2 separate regions of the Mus musculus genome follow, and region 1 is linked to region 2. A link is a contact called in public HiChIP or PLAC-seq data. All regions are on one chromosome and are shown on one strand. The core of a region is the stretch at or near the end of the contact, and the rest is flanking DNA. Distances in the headings are between cores, read along the strand shown. Region 1 holds the start of Hoxb7 (homeobox B7). Region 2 overlaps Gm38961 (a long non-coding RNA gene).

Region 1 (6,155 bases), core at 1,796-4,295, 610 kb before region 2:
GGGGTGTCTCTAAGCGAATTTCCTGAATCCATAAACCCCTCACCCTCCTTAACTTTTCTTCTTCTCCTCCTTTCCCCTTTTACTGTTTTATGGGGGCTGTGGAGAAAGACTGGTGGGTGTGGGGGCGCTCAACGTTTGCACTTCTCAATTGCTTTATAGTTTAATTACCCTGAAGAAACTTTTCTTCTGGGGCAGAGGCTCTGGGGGCTTTTCAAGGTGGGTTCGAGGTCCCCACTCTGGCTTTTTAGTCTTACTCCCCCCTCCACATCCACCCTCTTAAACTTTATGGCACTTTTAATGTATCTGAACCCCCTATTCTGGTTCTAGTTACCAGAGAAGGGGCTCCTCCTTTATGGCCCCTGCAGATTCAGGGCTGTCTAGTCCCCCCTCGCCCCCCCCCCCGCTGACCGCGTCTTCCGCGCTCCCCCTCCCGCCCCCGCATAAGGGTCCCCTGCCCTTATTATCCTGGTCTCCTAGGCTGGTTCACGAATCTTCCAACCTTCTCTGTCTCTTCCCCCTCCCCCACCCTCCCCTCTGTCTCGCCCTTTTCCCCCATTCCCAGCAGCCGCCGGACGCAGGCGAGGCCGCCAGACCTACAGTCGCTACCAGACCCTGGAGCTGGAGAAGGAGTTCCTATTTAATCCCTATCTGACTCGCAAGCGGAGGATCGAGGTATCGCACGCGCTGGGACTGACAGAGAGACAGGTCAAAATCTGGTTCCAGAATCGGAGAATGAAGTGGAAAAAGGAGAACAACAAAGACAAGTTTCCCAGCAGTAAATGCGAGCAGGAGGAGCTGGAGAAAGAGAAGCTGGAGCGGGCACCAGAGACCGCCGAGCAGGGCGATGCGCAGAAGGGTGACAAGAAGTAGGCTCCAGCTGGGACTGCTCGGGCCCGGACTAGCCCGCACGTCCGCCGGTCCCCCCCGCGACCACGCCGCCGCCGCCCGCCCCCCGCCTCCGAGAGCTCCGGCCCCGCGAGCGGAGCCAGGAGCTGGGCCTCCCACAGCAGCGTCCCCCGCCGCGCCAGTCCCCGCTAGTGGTAGTATCTCGTAATAGCTTCTGTGTGTGAGCTACCGTGGATCTCCTTCCCTTCTCTTGGGGGTCCGGGGGGAAAAAAAGAAAAGGATTTTAAGCAAGGACTCCCTCGTCCTGCGAGGGTGATCGACTGCGGCCTGGCAGAACCCCCTCGCCCCCGCCCCATGTAAAAAAGCCTCCTTGTGCAATGGTCTGTTTCCTTTGAACGTGCTTCTTTGTAATGACCGAGGTACCGATTTCTGCTAAGTTTTCCCAACAACATGAAACTGCCTATTCACGCCGTAATTCTTTCTGTCTCCCGCTCACTTTCTCTCTTTCTCTCGCTCTCTTTCTCTCACCGCGTCCCCATCTTTCCTCGCAACCCCCTCTCCCCGCTGCCCTCCCTAGCTGGCTTTCTCTCTTGCTTCTCTCTTTTCCTCCTGTCCCCCCACCCCCACCCCCTTTGGTTTGACAATTTTGTCTTAAGTGTTTCTCAAAAGAGATTACTTTAGTTAGCATGCGCGCTGTGAGCATTGTTAAAAGTGTTCTTAGGTTTACTGTGAAGAGAATGTATCCTGTATCTGTGAATTGCTTTATGGGGGGGAGGGAGGGCTAATTATATATTTTGTTGTTCCTCTATACTTTGTTCTGTTGTCTGCGCCTGAAAAGGGCGGAAGAGTTACAATAAAGTTTACAAGCGAGAACCCGAGACTGGCCCGGGCCGCCGCTCCTCATTCGCTCCTAGGCGCCTTGCAGGGCTGGGGGTGGGGGGGAGCTGGTCAGCAGGCTCCTGGGCTGGCCTAGGCTAGGTCGCTGAGAGGAGGGGGCGGGGGCGGGGGCTGGAAGCAGGTGGTGCGAGTCCCTGGGCCCAGGGGCGCAGGGGGTGAGGGAGGCGGCTGAACGTGATTGGAGGAGAGAGGATCGAGGGAGGGGAGCCAAGAGAAACCCCCTCCCCTTGCATTCTGAGGCTGAAGGACCAGGGAGACTCCAGCGCCCAGGCCGCTCTTGGGAAGAGATCTACCCAGGCTGGTGGCTAGTGTCCCCCGCCGCTTTTCTCTTTGTTTCCGTGTGTGTGTGTGTGTGTGTGTGTGTGTGTGTGTGTGTGTGTGTGTGTTTGGGGGGGGGGGTACGGGGGGGTGAGAAAGATGCAGCGCAAGACTTCTGAGTTTCTATTTCCATTTTTTCCTTGGACTCAGGTTGGGGAAACAGGAGCAGAGGGAAGCGGTTCCTCCCTACCTCCCCTCTCTGGGACGTCGTCACTTTCTCCCAGTTTCTAGGCCTCGGCTTGCCGCAGCCTTCCTTCCTTCGTTGCTTCTGCCTTCCTGGCAGCCACGCTCCAGTGAGTGAGGCATCCGCCTTCCGGAACCGGGAAAGCAGCGAGCCGGACCCAAGCCTCCTTCCTCCCTTCCTTTTTCTCCCAGCCCCCATTCCATTCTTTTTAAATTTTGTATATCTTTTTATTGTCATCAGAAATCTCAGCGTCCAACGCCTTATTGGGTTGGATCTCTGCCTTAGGGACGCCTTGGTCACATCTAGTTACTACAACTGGGGCACTAAGACAACCGGGAGGCCAGGCTCGCCTCCTCTTGGGAGAAGAGCAGCAGCTCGGATGAATTAACCCAAATTAATAAATATTCGGCCAGCACCCACCCACCAAGTTGCGAACATTCAATCCCTGCGTCTCTCTCGCTCTGTAACCGGCTGGGGGAAATGGGTGGGGGATGACAACACGGTTCCCTCAGAGGTTATTTATTTTCTCTTCCACTCAATTCCTTCTTCCCCAAATCTCGCCTGCAAGCTGCCTCCAGCCCGCGGGGGTCGACAGCGGCCCTTAAGCCCCCAGCCCCAATCCGCAGAGCTCGGCCTTCCCATTCATTATTGATCATATTTTATAAATCCAACGCCACACAATTTTTTCCACATTACTGGGAGCCTCCGGGAGGCCGTCATACCATTGGCCGAGGGGATATCACGTGGGCCGGGGTCACGTGGTCAGAAGAGGAAAAAGGGGGTCCTTTTGGTGTAAATCTGGACTCTAATTCTGTAATATATCAAGGAATCTCGTAAAACCGACACTAAAACGTCCCCGACTACAAATCATCCGGCCAAATTATGAGTTCATTGTATTATGCGAATGCTTTATTTTCTAAATATCCAGCCGCAAGTTCGGTTTTCGCTCCAGGAGCCTTCCCCGAACAAACTTCTTGCGCCTTTGCTTCCAACCCCCAGCGCCCGGGCTATGGAGCAGGTCCGGGCGCTCCTTTCTCCGCCTCGGTGCAGGGTCTGTACTCCGGCGGGGGGGCCATGGCGGGCCAGAGCGCGGCTGGCGTCTATGCGGCCGGCTACGGGCTCGAACCGAGTTCCTTCAACATGCACTGCGCGCCCTTTGAGCAGAACCTCTCCGGGGTGTGTCCGGGCGACCCCGCCAAGGCGGCTGGCGCCAAGGAGCAGAGGGACTCGGACTTGGCGGCCGAGAGTAACTTCCGGATCTACCCCTGGATGCGAAGCTCAGGTAAAGCCGCGCTCTGAGCGGTCCCGAGCCGCAGTGTCCGGGCCACGGTCCCCAGAAGGGCTCCCTTCCGGCCAGGGCACCCTTCTCTGTGTCCAGGTTATTCCCGGCTGCAGATCGGCCATTGCCACGCCGTTTAAGTCTGGGCTGGGACCACGCGCGCCACCCCCACTCCCAGTTTTGCTCAGTGCTCTCAGGCCCTAGCGGATCTCTTTTTGCCGACGCCACAGAGCTCAAAGCCCCCAGCCCGCCCCCAACCCTTCCTCCCGGCCTTTTAGCTTTAAATATTTATCAGCAGCGCCGGCACGGGCTGGAGACGAGGCCGTTTGTCTTGCCTAGAAAGGCTGGGGTTTGCAGAGAATAGCCATTAGGGTCTTTCTCTTCTCTCTCCCCCCTTCCCTGCCTGAGAGCTCAGTTCTGGGTGTGTCCCCCCAGCCCTAGCTTGGGCAAGATATGGAGGAGGGGGCCATGGCGCTAAGCGATTCTCCCCTCCCCCTTCCTTTCTAGCCAACCCCGCTCCCCCATTATTCCCATCAGGACAATTAGAGGTGGGCTCTAGAGGCCTGGTGGGATGGGGGAGAGGAAACAGAAGAGATGAGGACCCAGACAGGGACACAGAGTCAAAGAGTGGTGAAGGAGTTAGTCTGAGACCCAGAGCGATGAGTCTACTGACCCCCACCTCCTGATGGACTTAGAAGGCCCGTCAGCTCCCCAGGAGAGCATAGGTTGTTTGTTATTTTTTTTTTCCAGGTGTCTTTCCAAGGGCTCTGTGGGCCCCTGAGGAACAGCCAAGTTTGGTGGTATCACTCCAGAAAGATGACTCTCCTCTTGGGGAGGGCTAGGACTCTTCAGAACCAAATCAAGATTTAGGGAGTGCACGATGCTTTAAGAACCATAGGTTTTCTTCCCTCAGGTCTCCTTCACAGCTTCCTCGCACACCTTTTACATTTCCCCGAGGCAGGTGGGCTTGGGAGCCAACTCCAAGGCTCAGAAGACCCAACCGGGCCAGAGACTCCTATACTCATGGGCTTGGGGGCCACGAGGAAACCATTTCTTGACTATTGTTCTTCACGGTTCCTGTTACCTACCCTGTAATTGAACTGACCTTCCAGTTGGTTTATCAAAGTCCCTCCCCCCCCCCACCTCGTAAATATTTCAGCTTGGCTTATAGCTGACTTGAAATTAAGGTCCTTAGCCTCTCTCCCCTCTCCTGTCTCCTTCCCAAGAGGGCGGATACCAGCATCTCCCCAGTCTCCTTGGGGTTCTGAGCCTATGCTGGGAGTTCTCAGATACCCTTTTGCCCCACCATAGGAATCTTCACCTTGCTCTCTCTCGTAGACTCTGGTCATTCTTTTCTTCCTTGCAGTCCTGGAGGCCCAAATATTGCTTCAGACAAGTAGGTTTCATGTGCAGGAAGGCAGGCAGTAGTCAGACCTTGCTTGATACTTACTGGGAAGGAATCATCAGAGCCAAGTTCTGTCAGTCTACTAATGCCAAGGTCCAAGGAAATAATGTCCTTGTCTCTTCCCCATTCCACAACAAGTTTGGGTGGGGACTGGGCCTATGGCTCCTTTTATTTCTGTTCTTCTCAGACTAGGCCTGGAGCCCCACTCTAGGGACACTAATATGGTTTCCAGAGCCCTGTACCTCAAAGGCCACCTGAATGGGGAAAGGGTAGACTTGGTGCCCCTGACCTTAGAGAGTGACTGATGACAGAATTTGCTCTCTTTCTGTGTTAGCCCCTTTGGAATAGAGTCTCAGGGAGCCAGCAGCTGAGAACTACCTGGTTTTCAGAAGCTCCTGGCAGAGCAAAACCACCCTTCATGGATGACAGGACTACCTGGTGTGCTGGGGCTGGCCTGGGAACCCAGCACTTAGTACTTGGGGCTGAATCAGGAGGATGGCTGCTAGTGTGAAACCAGCCAGAGGCTCCATAGCATGACCCAGCTTGAAAAACAGAACAACTCTTATGGACACACACACACTCTCTCTCTCTCTCTCTCTCTCTCTCTCTCTCTCTCTCTCTCTCACACACACACACACACACACACACACACACAAAGAAAAGAAAATGTTTTCTGCACCTAGTAGTGAAAGGGGATTAATGTAGTTCCAGCAAGGTAACCACCTAGGAAGGGGGTCAGAATTCTGTTGGTGTTTTTCACACAGTCTCTCTCTCTCTCTCTCTCTCTCTCTCTCTCTCTCTCTCTCTCTCTCTCTCTCTCTCTCTCTCTCTCTAATCCTGTGTGTAGGGCCTGACCGAAAGCGAGGCCGCCAGACCTACACGCGCTACCAGACCCTGGAGCTGGAGAAAGAATTTCACTACAATCGCTACCTGACTCGGCGGAGGCGCATCGAGATCGCGCACACGCTCTGCCTCACCGAAAGACAGATCAAGATCTGGTTTCAGAACCGGCGCATGAAGTGGAAAAAGGAGAACAAAACCTCAGGACCGGGAACCACCGGCCAGGACAAGGCGGAAGCGGAGGAGGAGGAGGAAGAGTGAGGGACAGAGAAAGCCAAGAGGAGGAAAGCGAAGAGAGGGAGAACCCAATTATGGGAACTGAAGCATGAAACTCAAATAAAGGGGCAAACTATTTAAATGAAGAGGTCTAAAAATAATAAGGAAAG
Region 2 (5,608 bases), core at 3,003-5,502:
TGTACACAATCCAAGCGTTTTGAAGCATGAGGAGCTCTAGTTCTGTGCTGTTTATAGAGACTTTGTAGAGAAATCAAACAGAGGCTATGGGAAAAATTATATATATGAATGATATACACACACACACATATGTGTGTGTGTATGTGTGTGTATGTGTATGTGTGTGTATGTGTGTGCATGTGTATGTGTTTATGTGTATGTGTGTGTGAATATGTGTGTGTGTATGTGTGTGTGTGTATGTATGGTGTAGCATGTGTGTGTGTGTGTGTGGTATGTGTATGTATGTGGTGTTTGTGTGTGGTATGTACATATGTATGTGGTGTATATGTGTGTGTCTGGTACTTTATATAATATAAAGTATCCAGCATGGAGTCTAGTACATTATAAGAGATTAAAAATGATCAAGGGGGCCAGGCGGTGGTGGTGGCGCATGCCTTTAATCCCAGCACTTGGGAGGCAGAGGCAGGCAGATTTCTGAGTTCGAGACCTGCCTGGTCTACAGAGTGAGTTCTAGGACAGCCAGGGCTACACAGAGAAACCCTGTCTCGAAAAAAACCAAAAACCAAAAATAAACAAAAAGAATTTTTTTAAAAAAAAGGGTTGGGGGTTTAGCTCTGTGGTAGAGCACTTGCCTAGGAAGCACAAAGCCCTGGGTTCGGTCCTCAGCTCTGAAAATAAATAAATAAATAAAAAATGACCAAGGGAAAGGGAAGTTTTAAAATGTTCTATTTTGAGCGCTGGAAAGATGACTCAGTGGTTAAGATCATTTCCTGTTCTTCCAGGGAACAGAGATTTTGTTCCCAGTACCTTTCTGAGTGGCTTTACAACTACCTAGGTAACTCAAGCTCCAGGGGGGATCTGACACTGTGTTCTGGTCCTCAAGGGTACCCACATACATATGGTATGGCACGCGCACACACACACAAACACACATACATGCACACATGCAATTAAAAGGAGAAACACAAAGGCTTGATTCTTGTAAAAAAATTCTATTTTGGGCCAGCCTGGTAAGACAGACTAGCATAGGAGGTCATCTGCCATTCTAAGCCTGCTATCCTGGGTTCAGCCCTAGGAACCCATATGGTGGAAGGAAAGAACCAACTCTCACCAGTTGCCCTCTGACCCTCTCATGCTCTTCGTCTCACACACACACACACACACACACACACACACACACACACACACATGGAATGCTCAAAGAAGATCTTTAGCATTTTTCTGTTTCACAGACGAAAGTGAAGTTTAGGAAAACAAGACCAGCTAGATCCTAGAGCTTAAGATGTGGAAGAGGAGTCTTCCAGGAGCTCCATCCCTGAGCTCCATTCAGGCTGCTTCTCACCACCAGACCGCATAGGAGAGGCCCTTTCTCTCTTGCTCCTTGACTCAGCCCTGCCTCCCATATTCTTTGTGCTCCCAGCTGGGGACATGGGTACCCGTCCTGGGCTCTGGGTCCTGTCTGCAGAGGAGAGCCCGGTTCTTTTCTTCTTCAGGGCATCACAGAAGGCAGTAAAGGGAGCAGGGACTAAGATTCAGGGCCCATAATTCAGTGGTGATCAGCTTTGGAGGAGGCACTGGGACAAGGATATTAATAACTGTGCACTGGGAACAAACACGTGGTGCTCACATAAAACATGGGCTGGTTGTGTTGTTGGTTATTGTCGTCTTCTTTCTTCGGGAGCGAACAGGGCCACAGGGCATTAAATTATCTCTTGAGATGATGCCAGTAGTAAGTCGGGCAGATTAGAAGCACCGTTTGGCACTGCCCACCAGCTCACCTCTGACCTTTCCAACCCATCTTTGGCCTGGTCCTGTTTTGTATTGCGCCAGTTCCTCCCTTCTGGGCTAGCTGTGTTCATCATTAAGAGCCTCCGTCTACATGGACAAAATGGGCGATTTCCCATCACCCAAACAAGAGTTACTGTGTGTTATTTCTTACCCCAAATCAGAATACGCGTCCAGCGTGGGAGGGAGAAGGATTCTTAGGGACAAAGGTTTGGAATATTTGGAATGAGCACAGTTCTGGAAATGAGATCCACAGAGATGTGATGAGAAATCAATACAACTACTGACCCTTGTGTGGCAGGGCCAGTGGTCAGGTTCTTTTCTGAGTGTTTTCCCAGGCGGGAGTTGTGGAGCCTCTCACCTTAGGCAGTAGCTACTCTGATTCTTAGTTGCTTCTAACCTGAGGAGAGCCACACTCACAGCCAGAAGTGAAGAGCCCAAGGTGTGGTTCATCCAGGCTGGCCAGCCGTGCTGGTCTATGTTTCCACCCACTGGATGACCTGGAATACGTTTCTCTAGGGAAGGAACCTTATTTGTAATTATCGAGAGTGTCCTGGCTTGATTGACAATATGAAGCATCAGAGCTCCTTCCTGCGCTCAGAGGAAATGGCTCTGGAGGTAACAGTATAGCTCTGCCCCACGCACCCGGGCATGCACATCCACACTCGGGAACACAAGATAAATAGAATTATCACTGAAAATGCTTTTTAAAAAAAAAACTATGCTTACATATATGTCTGTCTAAAAGACATAGAGGCCAGAGGTGTGCATTCTTCCTGGACAAAAAGTTACAGGCAGTTACAGGGAGCTGTCTGGTGTAGGTAATAGGGATTGAACTCAGGCCTCTGGGAGAGCACGCAGTACTCTTAACTACAGAGCCATCTTTTCAGCCCAAAACGTTTTTTTTTTTTTTAATCCTTTTTTAATTAGCTATTTTCTTCATTTACATTTCAAATGCTATCCCGAAATTCCCCTATACCCTCTCCTTACCCTGCCCCCCAAAATGTTTTCTTTTGTTTAGTTTTCCCTAAAGAATTTGCTCCTAAGGGACAGCTGCAGCTTGGGGTGGGGGTGGGGGATGTGCGTCTCTGAGAGGTGAGCACTGCAGGACCTGGCTTGTACATGAATACACTACCACGTGCGGCTCTCATTCCCACTTAAAGGTGAGCATGCCACGCAGGAGATATCTCAAGCCAGGCATTGGTCACAGAGATGCAGGAAGTTAGGGCATTTTCACTGCAAACAAAATTAGCAGCCTCTTTTGAAAGACTCCTAGAGATATTCTCAATAGGAGACCCTACCTAAGGTCATGGGCAGAAACCTGCTCTGTTGCTATGGTAACCTTTCTTGAGGCAGGGTCTTATGGAGCCCAGGCTGGGCTCTAACTTAAGCATCCTAGGATGATGTCAATTTGAACTTCTGATCCTCCTGCCTCCACCTCCCAAGTGCTGGGATTACAGGCATGTACCACTATGCCCAGCTATTTTAACATTTTTATCTTAAAATATTTCTCCATTAAAAAAATACACTGCCAGGGGGCTGGAGAGATGGCTCAGTAGTTAAGAGCACTGGCTGCTCTTCCAGAGGTCCTGAGTTCAGTTCCCAGAGACCACATGGTGGCTCACAACCATTTGTAATGGGATCTAATGGAACCTTCTAGTGTGTCTGAAGTCAGCTATAGTGTGTACTCATACACAAAATAAAGAAATCTTTTAAAAAGTTACATTATATATGATATATGTAATTTTATTATATATATGTATGTATGTGTGTATATATATGTGTGTGTTTGTGTATATATATACATATATATATATATATATATATATATATAGAGAGAGAGAGAGAGAGAGAGAGAGAGAGGATATATATGTATAGATCCTCTATGTCTGTAACTTTCACAACAAATGTTAGTTATACTGGAGTTTGATTTTCAGCTGATAGGAGGCTTCAAAAGACCCTGGATTGATCGAGGGCTCTTTCTTCTCCATGTCCCTATATTTTTCTCCTTTTTTTTTTTTTTTTTTTCCTTTCCAACTTCAAAAGCAAGCAAAGCCCAGCTTCAAAGGCAAGGCTGACTATGCAGACCCCACTACCCTTTAGAGTTTCTCAGCTTCCCTGCCAAGACTTTATAGTTGTTATAGCTCAGGCTTTCACTCAACCAAGCTCCCGTACAGGAGGCTAACCATTTCTAAGTTGCCCGGACTCCTAAGTGTGGGATTCTGGGCCCTGAGACCCAGCCTGAGAGAGGCAGAGACAGGGGAGACACAAGGAGTCATTTAATTCTACATTAAAAAAGACGGTCCCCTCCCCGCGCACATCCCTCCTCCTCCTCCCGCCCCAGCTCCCTTCCAATCACATCAGAGACCCCAGAGGGGGCTTGACCTCTGTCCTCCAGGGAGGTCAGCTGGAGTGACCCTGTCTGTGTGTAGGATCCCGTGAGAGAGACCCAGCTGCAGACCCTGGAGGGCTGAAGCACACCCTGAAACGGGGCCGGGGTCACTGAGGGCAGCCTAGGCAGAGGGAGGGGCTCCGCTGGCCCTTTGTGAGCAGAGGAACAGGCGGAGATTCGTTCCACAGGCAGTGCCTGTGTCTCCAGAGAAAAGGCCTATTATGGACCGGCTAAAAATACAGGGCACAACCCACCCCACCCCACCTCCCCTTTTATTGCCATGGAGATGAAGGGTGGGCTCTGGATGGTAGAGAGCCAAAGAGGGGAAAGAAAGGCAGGTGAGGAAGGGGAGGAGATGGGAGAGAGAAGTGGAGAAGCCAGCGGGAGGGGGTCAGGGGGAGAGGCAGGATCTACTAGAGTGGCTGGTGGGGGGTCCCCAAGTTTCCCCTTTTCCCCTCCGCATCCTGCCTGCTGGGTCAGACACTGCCTGGGGTCTGTGAGGGCAAAGAATGGCTTGTTCACTACTCTGTAGCTAGGCCTGTGACCTTTGAGATGATGGGAATGAATAGGCAAAGTGGCTACATGGCAGACAGCTGACAAACAGCTGCCAGGCTTCACCCGGCTCCTACACACACCAAGTGTCCCAAATCACTGACTCTTCAAGGCATCTGACCCCCACCCATCTTCTGAACATCCACAAACATTGATATGATGTCAGCTAAGTTCCGCTTACCTGTGCCTTTCTGAGGTATCTTCCGTTCTCAGAGAGGGCGTCCTTCTATGAGGTGCAAATATGTCTCCTGCTGTTACATGAACCCCATGGGGCCTCCACAGTGAGATAAGCTGGGTCCCTAACATAAAAAATGACCAAAGTTTGGCAGTTCTTGAAATGAAGTATTTGGGGGGGAAAAAGCTACCGGGAAGACCATGGCTGGGGGTGGGGAGCCGTAGTCCACAGTTGAGAAAGTATCAAAGGTTAGTAAAAGTTCTGGAGTGAGAAGTGATTGTGGCCATTATCACATATGGCCTAAACACCTTGGTGGGCCACAGGGAAGCTGTCTGAAGATGCCAGGATCCTGGGCACTGCTTCAGTGTGAACACAGAAAGTCCTGGGCAAGGACTTCATACATTTCACCAACTGGATGTTCAGGTAAGTGTGCAGGCCAATGGACAGGGACAGAATCCACTTAGAACTTGCTCAAGGATCATGGCTGCTCTGCAGTTCTGGGCCTGAAGAGCCTTTCTGCGAGTTAGAAAAGCCTCTGTGATCTCAACTGGGATAGCTAGCATCTAGCCTCTTCCTCTTATTGGAGGTGGAAGAGAAGGTGATACTCAGGCTGATATCGAGGGTGTCCCAGTCTGGAGATATTCAAGGATTCATAAGTGACAGTGATCTCCCACTAGCAAGAGGACAAACTCTCGCCTGCTCTC

What was found. HiChIP or PLAC-seq counts read pairs in DNA pulled down with a chosen protein or histone mark.
Region 1: a contact with region 2 is called in an H3K4me3 HiChIP or PLAC-seq map of embryonic forebrain, with 5 times the contacts expected there. The contact joins the promoter of Hoxb7 here to the enhancer-like site in region 2. A contact is called at or near these places in 5 of 39 promoter capture datasets (cranial neural crest, embryonic stem cells, frontonasal cranial neural crest and 1 more), 12 of 484 Hi-C or Micro-C datasets (CD4 single positive thymocytes, the G1E-ER4 cell line, cardiomyocytes and 7 more), 12 of 115 datasets of contacts at active chromatin or transcription factors (T-cell acute lymphoblastic leukemia, craniofacial prominence, embryonic basal ganglia and 9 more) and 2 of 9 other capture datasets (adipose tissue and macrophages).

Annotation. Positions count from the first base shown.
Region 1 is chr11:96,283,601-96,289,755 of GRCm38.p6, forward strand. It overlaps Hoxb7 (homeobox B7), which reads left to right and starts at 3,046. Exons shown (of 2, transcript NM_010460.2): 1 at 3,046-3,527; 2 at 5,777-6,155. The coding sequence starts at 3,128. The coding sequence ends at 6,030. Hoxb8 (homeobox B8) reads left to right here. Exons shown (of 2, transcript NM_010461.2): 2 at 563-1,725. The coding sequence ends at 870.
Region 2 is chr11:96,895,324-96,900,931 of GRCm38.p6, forward strand. Gm38961 (a long non-coding RNA gene) reads right to left here. Exons shown (of 3, transcript XR_880184.2): 2 at 4,911-5,028. Among named protein-coding and RNA genes, the nearest start is that of Gm38961, 4.4 kb to the right of the region's middle. Within about 2 kb of position 4,253, at least 38 of the 459 cell types and tissues checked have an H3K27ac peak or open chromatin away from gene starts, as enhancers often do. A contact at or near this core is called in craniofacial prominence, embryonic forebrain, embryonic stem cells and 1 more, where this site is marked.